2 separate regions of the Anser cygnoides genome follow, and region 1 is linked to region 2. The links are chromatin contacts, called in public Hi-C maps. All regions are on one chromosome and are shown on one strand. Each heading gives the region's core, a stretch centred on a gene start, on an enhancer-like site or on the middle of the called end of the contact. The rest is flanking DNA. Distances are from core to core; before and after follow the strand shown.

The links. Hi-C and Micro-C count contacts between places; a contact is called where the count stands out from the background.
Region 1: a contact with region 2 is called in a Hi-C map of liver, with 2.5 times the contacts expected there. The contact joins the promoter of CORO7 here to the enhancer-like site in region 2. A contact is called at or near these places in 3 of 7 Hi-C or Micro-C datasets (all in liver).

The regions. Positions count from the first base shown.
Region 1 is chr15:12,061,977-12,065,468 of Taihu_goose_T2T_genome, forward strand. It overlaps CORO7 (coronin 7), which reads right to left and starts at 1,322. Exons shown (of 28, transcript XM_066977532.1): 1 at 1,041-1,322. The coding sequence starts at 1,100. DNAJA3 (DnaJ heat shock protein family (Hsp40) member A3) reads left to right here and starts at 1,876. Exons shown (of 11, transcript XM_066977539.1): 1 at 1,876-2,092; 2 at 2,229-2,356; 3 at 2,489-2,572; 4 at 3,294-3,492. The coding sequence starts at 1,891.
Region 2 is chr15:11,894,486-11,898,038 of Taihu_goose_T2T_genome, forward strand. The region is part of intron 6 of ADCY9 (adenylate cyclase 9); the gene reads right to left. Among named protein-coding and RNA genes, the nearest start is that of CREBBP, 47 kb to the left of the region's middle. Within about 2 kb of position 1,671, at least 1 of the 3 cell types and tissues checked has open chromatin away from gene starts, as enhancers often do. A contact at or near this core is called in liver, where this site is marked.

The sequences.
Region 1 (3,492 bases), core at 72-2,571, 170 kb after region 2:
CACCCCGGCCACATCCCTGCAACAAGCCGCAGCCCCTCAGGGCGTCTCCGCCAGCAGAGCCCTTCGGAGGCTGCCGGGGGGGAGAAGCGACCCAGATGCGATCCTCGTGTCTGTGCCGTGCTTCCTGATCCGGCCAGGTCAAGCGTCTGCCTTCGCCTCGGTAAACAAGCGGCCACGCTCAGGGACGCGAGGCGCTTCCCGAGACGCGTGGGGACGAGTCCTGCCCACGGGGCTGGGGCACGAGGCCTGGCTCCCTGGGGCACGCTTCATGCCCGGATGGGGAATGCCTTAAGGGAGGCCCCGTCCCACACAGGCTGCCGAGGCCGAGCAGATGTCTCCCTGCACGCTGGGCCCTTGACGTCCCACAGAGCTCTCCCAGCAGGGTGCGGGGACGCCCCTGCCTGCGAGCCCCTGGGACCTTTGCCGCGGGGCTGTGACAGTCCCGGCACCCGCACGTGCTCTCCGGGCCGGCTGGGCACACGCGCGGGGGCAGCCACATCCCTTCCGACCCTGCATTAACCCCAGAGGGACACGCCGGGTGCTGGCAGGCCTGCAGGGGTGTGGGTGCAGGACGGGCCAGGCTTGTGCAAGGGCAGCTCGGACAGGAAGGTAAAGGGAAGGAGCGCGCTGAAGCCCACGGGCTGGGAGATGAACGCATCCGTGCCCCTGGGGGGCCCAAACCTTTTCCAAAGGCAGCGAGACCCCAAGATTTCTCGCAGCATCACCCAACCCGCTGCTGGCCCCACAGCCCACGCCGAAGGGCGCCGCACCCCACACCCGGGTGCCGCCCCCGGGAACCAGAGCGGCCTCGGGGAGCCCCCGCAAGGGCTGCGCGCCCCGGGAAGGCTCAGCCCCCGCCTGGCCCAGCACAACCCAGGCGGCATCCCTGAGCTGGAGGGGTCGGGGACGGAGGGCGCGGGGCACCGGGAGCCCCGCGGGTGCCGGGCCGGTGCCGCCCGCCCCAGCACGGCCCCGCCGCACCGCGCCGCGCCCGGCCCCGCCCGGGGAGCCCCGGCTCGCCCCGAGCCCCCCGCGCTCACCTCCCTGCGGGGCAGCCGGGCCTCGGTGTGCCGCAGCTTGGACGCCTTGAAGCGGTTCATGGTGCGCCGGGCCGGGCCGGGCCGGGAATCCCGAGCCGAGCCGAGCCGGGCCGGACCGGACCGAACTGAGCCGAGCCGAGCCGAGCAGGGCCGGGCCGGGCCGGGACCCTCAAGCCGGGCCGGGACCCTCAAGCCGGGCCGAGCCGAGCCGGGCCGAACCGGGACGCCCGAGCCGAACCGAGCCGAGCCGAGCCGGGCCGAGCCGCCGGCCCCGCCCTAGCCCCGCCCCCTCCGCGCTGACCACGCCCCCGAGCCGGGCCGGGCGCGGCGCCCCCCCCCTCCCCCCGAGGCAGCTCCAAGGGCCGCGGGTTCGAGGCCCGCCGAGGCTCCGCCGCCCGCGGTCCGGGTGCTGCGTACCGGCACCCGGCCCGCGGGGCGCGGCGAGCCCCGGGACGGGCCCTGCCGCCCCGGTGTCTCGCTAGGGCTGTGGGCAGCTGTGTGTGTGTGTGCTGCGCTCCCCGCTGACGGGGCTCGGCGGCAGCGGCCCCGGTGACGGAGGCGGGAGATGGGCGCTGGGCAGGAATCGGGAACAGCTCCTGCCCTCACCGCGGGCTCTGCGGGAGCGCGGCCACCTCCGCGAGAGGAACCTGCGCCTCAGCCCGCTGCCCGCGCCCCGCCCGGGCGGTAAGAGACCGACCACGGCCCCGGGGTGCCCGGGAGGGCGGTCCCGAGCCCCGCAGCGCGAACCCCCCGCCCCTCACCGCCCCCCCGCCACTGCGCACGCGCGGCACCGCGCTTCCCCCCCCCCCCCGCCGCCGTGACGCATGCGCAGCGCCGCGCGCGGGCCAAGATGGCGGCCGGGAGCGCCGCGCGCTGGCTGGGGGCCGCCGCCGGTGCCGCGCGGGGCTGCGCGGCGGGGCCGGGGCCGGGCCGGGGCCGGGGCCGGGGGGCGCTGCGGCTGCCGCTCGTGTGGCTGCTCCGCGGGCTCGGCCCCGCGCCGGGACCCGCCGCACGCCGCCCCTCGCTGCTGTGCGCCGGGCCGTGGGCCGCGGGTGAGCGGGGAGCGGGGCTGGGCGGCGGCGGCGGGGCCCGAGGGGGGCTCGGGGGCTGAGGGGCGCCCGGTGCCCGCCCGGCGCCCTCTCACCGCCCCCTCACCGCCCCCTCACCGCCCCTCTCCTCCTCCCGCAGGGCCGAGCCGCGTCCCGGCCGCCTCCTTCCACAGCAGCGCGGCGGCCCGCGCCAAGGAGGACTACTACCAGGTGCTGGGGGTGCCGCGCTCCGCCAGCCAGAAGGAGATCAAGAAGGCCTACTACCAGGCACGGCCCCGCCGCCCCCCCGGGGCGCCCCCCCGAGGGGCTCCGTCCCCCAGGGCGCAGGCACCGAGCTTCGCCTGCCGCCTGCGAGATTGGTCTCGTCTGTCTCTAACGCTTGGGTTTTTTCTCGTTTAGCTGGCGAAGAAATACCATCCCGACACAAATAAGGACGACCCCAAAGCTAAGGAGAAGTTCGCGCAGCTGGCAGAAGCCTACGAGGTAACGCATGGGGTTTTATTGCCGTGAGAGGGAAGAGAGGTGGGAACAACTCTTGGAGTAGACGGAGTGGAAATACTGCGTCTTCTTGTGTTTGTTGTAAAAGCACAGCTGTTTTTTGACGTCTTGTGCTTCAGGTGTGAGTGCAGCTGCCCTAGAGGTGTCTACAGCGAGTTATTTAGCGCAGATTTCTGTTTTACCTGATCGTATTTTGGGCTCTTTGCATTTTTGGCTCTTAGCAATGAGGGACTGGCACAGTTGGGAAAGGTGGTTTCTGCGGTGGAGTTCGCGCGTAGGTGAAATAAACAAACAAACAAACCTGTCAGCAGTTACCAGCTTTCTGAGACAAAGGTACGTTCCACTGTGCTTCAGCTCCGTTTCTGCTCTCCACCTTGTGTTGTGCTGGCTTGCACTCTGGCAGGTTTCAGATTTCCTCCAGCACTCGTACCACCAACTTTCATTCAACATACAAGCAATGAAATATACAACATAAGTTCTTCCTGCTTGTTATGAACCAGTAAGACCTTGTCGTCTTGCTAATGACAAGCTTTTCGATAATTTGTATGATCGTGAAGGCTGGGACGCGCTTCCTGAGGACATGAAGGTCTGAGCGAGCACCGTCTGGTGACAGACAGCCCTGAGTTCCGCTGGGGGGGCTGCCCAGGACAGCCAGGCTGCTCGGGGCCTGGTCGGTGTCCTGATGGCATCGTTCTTTGCCTCCAAGGTATTAAGCGACGAAGTGAAGCGGAAGCAGTACGACGCGTATGGGACAGCTAGTTTTGATCCTGGCGCAACGGGTGCCGGTGCCGGTGCTGGGCGCCAGTACTGGAGCAGCGGTCCATCGATTGATCCGGAGGAGCTTTTCAGGAAAATCTTTGGCGAATTTTCGGGGTCCCCTTTCGGCGATTTCCAGAACGTCTTCG
Region 2 (3,553 bases), core at 421-2,920:
TTCCAAAGTCACAAACTATTGCATACTACCTAGATCTTTTTTTAAAAATAACCAAAAAAAAAAAGAAAAAAAACCTCAGTTTTTTTCTTTAATGCTTTTGACTAAAATACAAGGTATAATGTTGGATAAAAACCTGATAAAAAATGGGTAAAGTTTTCTGTGTGACTTGGACACTAATTGCACACCTTTTAAATATGTCTTGCTTTTGGGTGTTACTTTAATTCTCAGGTCTAGGCCTCATTAATTTTGCAACCTCTAGCATTATTCAAGAGCTTTTATTCTCTCATTTAATAAATTAAAATATCGGAATTATACTTAAATGCAAAGAGAAAAAGAGAAAATTAGGGTAATAGGATGGAAAACGCTGTAATACACCAGCACCCCACGAGAGGGTGCTCTCAGATTTCTCAGTGCCTAGTTAATGGACTCCCATTTAAGCCAAAAAGCATAGCTATATTACATCATAAAAGAGAATTTGCAACAAAGCACGGAAATACAACTGCATAAAAAGCAAAATAAATTCAAAAGCCCTGTAGAGTAATTACTGGTTTTTCTAAAGTGTTATATACTGTCCTGACAGCCTCTATCATCCATGGCAGAACATGCTCTGGGCTCTAGTGGCAGCCAAGCTGCTCCAGTATCGAGTCCTTCTGAAAATGCCACCCAAGTTCATGCCTCTAAAAATAAAGTCGATCCTGCTAAAGCGTTCGAACTGGGATCAGCTTTTACATGGCTAAACGGTGAGAAGGAAACAGCACCGGCTCTGGCAGAGCACCGTGGGCAGCACCCATCACTCCCGCGTGGAGCAAGGCACCCCCTGCCCACGCCACACCTGGACCCCGCTGCGGGCGCAGACCCCAGCCCTGGGGATGGGCACCCGGCGCCGCTTGTGTCTCGCACCCCAGCCCACGCGGGCACTTCACGGAGCAGAAAGCTTGGTTTTTGCCAAGCCTCATGCCAGGATAAATTCTTGTGGGAACTATAGCAACAAATCCATCAGCAAACCTGATCTGTTAATCCTGGGATGAGGACACTTCTTTATTTAGGCAGCTGCGTGTTTGAAAAAGCAAGCACAAATTCCAGGACAACTCCACATTTCTCAGTGGTAATGTTTACCTTCTTGCATTGATTTTTTTTTTCCAGTCCAGAATCAATTGCAATGCTCTACACTCCGGAATTAAAACAAGTGAAACCTCATCTTTCACAAAACAGACGAAGCCTGTGAAGGCAGCACAGCTCTCCCATCACAGGAAGCAAGCACTGCATTAAATCCAGGCAGCAGGAGAGCTGCAGACATTTAATGGCTACAGGGCACTACCGGTAAATAATGCAGTGTCAGTGGGTAGCTCAACAGGGCTTAAATGCTGAAGCATCTAAGATGTTTACACAAGCTGCAGTTCAAATTAGTAACTTTGACATAAATGATTAATGGCTAATGGAGAACATTACCGTCATTTCTGTATTTACTGGCAGTTTAAAATCAATTCCCATATTTCAAATCAAAAGCTTTTGGCACAGCAGTGAATTGGTGGGATATTAAATACCAAAGTCACAGATGTTAGAAATAAATAAAGGCAAAACAGAATACAGTTTGCCCTTGCATCTATACTCTACGTAAGTCAGGTTGTTAACAAAACCAGTTCATTAAGCTCTAGTTGCACAAAGCAATTTTTGTTCTTGGCTATGAGGAATTTAAGAAGATCCAATCGGTCGGCTACAGGGTTTCAACAGCAGACAGACTTTGGATATTACTTTGGCAAGCCTTGAGAAGGTGAAGTAGTGGGCAAAGGGCAGTTTTATTTCATCAGAGTACAGCAGGTTTCCATTCTCCTGCTTTGACTGTATTTGCTTTTTTTCTTCACCCAGAAGATTTTTTTTCTCTCTGTTAAGGTACTTCTATACTGATGAATCAACTTACCAGGCGCTCCCACCTCTCACTCTTTAGAACAGGATTGAAATATCCACTACACTGGATTCATCTCCTCACTGAGAGATCTTCACTGAAGGGTGTTATTGAAAGCAATGCATGTTTTAAACATCTTATTTATAACAAGTTTTAATTGAGAAAAAGAACTGGATGCAAAAAGCTTCTAGTCAACAAAAAACTTGTATTCGCACCTAAAATAGTGGGCAGATCTCTTTTACCTGTATTCCTGCAGAAGCACCCCTAAGAATCCCGAGTAAAACTGCACACACCGTCGTATGCTCAGTGACATTTCCCAAGATATTTTTATAAAATACCAGAACTTTAAGACCTCTTACACTCCAACTGAACTCATGAAAGTCAAAGTAGTCATATTTCAAGTGGGCAGAAGGACATTCTTTGCACTACATTTACAGAACTGGAGATGACATACTCCACATGCTGACAAATTAAGCACCACTTTTTGCATGCAGCTTTAAACAATTAATTCTAGAGTGTCACTTGTGATAACAGTGGGATCCTCATCTACAGATACTCCAATAATTTATTATCAGACACTTCTGAGAAATCAAAACATCCTTCTCCTGCAAGCCTTGCTCCATAAGGACTTCTGCTCTAACTTCAGTTTTACCTCGTTTCTCATTGTGCAGGCAGCGAGTGCTTTCCTCTCCCACTACTGCAGCTGGACTCGAGCCCTTAGCCACAAGAGCTACAGCGAGTACTTCCTAGTCTGAGCACTGGATTCAATTAAAAGTCAGACTGATTTAAATACAGGGTGTTTCGCATCATGATAATGAAAATACAATGAGAAACTTAGGCAAGAATTTTTTGGTCCCAAAATAATCCCTCTCCTGAAATTCTAGGATTGTGCCCAGCATTGTAGGCCAATCCCCTCCCTTATGATATCTCTGTGGTATTCTGTGATTGTCACTTGTGATGACATTTCTGCACAGGAAGCTCTGCACTTTTCTGCGTATAATGAGCAGTCAGAGTGAGCAGTCCTCGCTTTGAAGACAATTTAAAGAGGAAAAGGATGATTTTGTTCTTTCTGATCAAAGGAAGTGAGATGGAATAAGGGCACAACAGTACGTCTGTCCTCTTGATGCCAACAGGCTCCATGTTTCAGCAGTGAAAACAGAGCTGCCTGTAAACTCATCCTCTGGGAATATGCAATGCAGTGCACAATTTAAAACATTTTGAATTTAATGCAGCCAACTAAGGAACACTTACAGAATGATCATATTTCAATAGCACAGATGGGGAAGTGGAAGGTTGTTACACTTGTACATGAGTGTGTGCCTCAGGCTGTGGAGACTGGAGTGGCCCAAAAATGTATCTTACCGTAAGTAAATATGTACCATAAATTCCACATAAAAATACCAAACAACCCAAAACCCCAAACAGACATCAAATCCTAAAAAAAAAAAAAGTACCCCCAAAATATGCCAATATATTTAGAACTACCTTAGTTCTTAGAATTACCTTAAAGGAGGCTATATAGAGGTGGGAATCAGGCTCTTCTCCCAAGCACCAAGTAGTAAGATGAGGGGAAATGGCCTCAAGTTGCACCAGGGAAGGTTTAGGTTGGATATCAGGAGAAATTTCTTTACTGAAAGGGTTGTGTGGCAT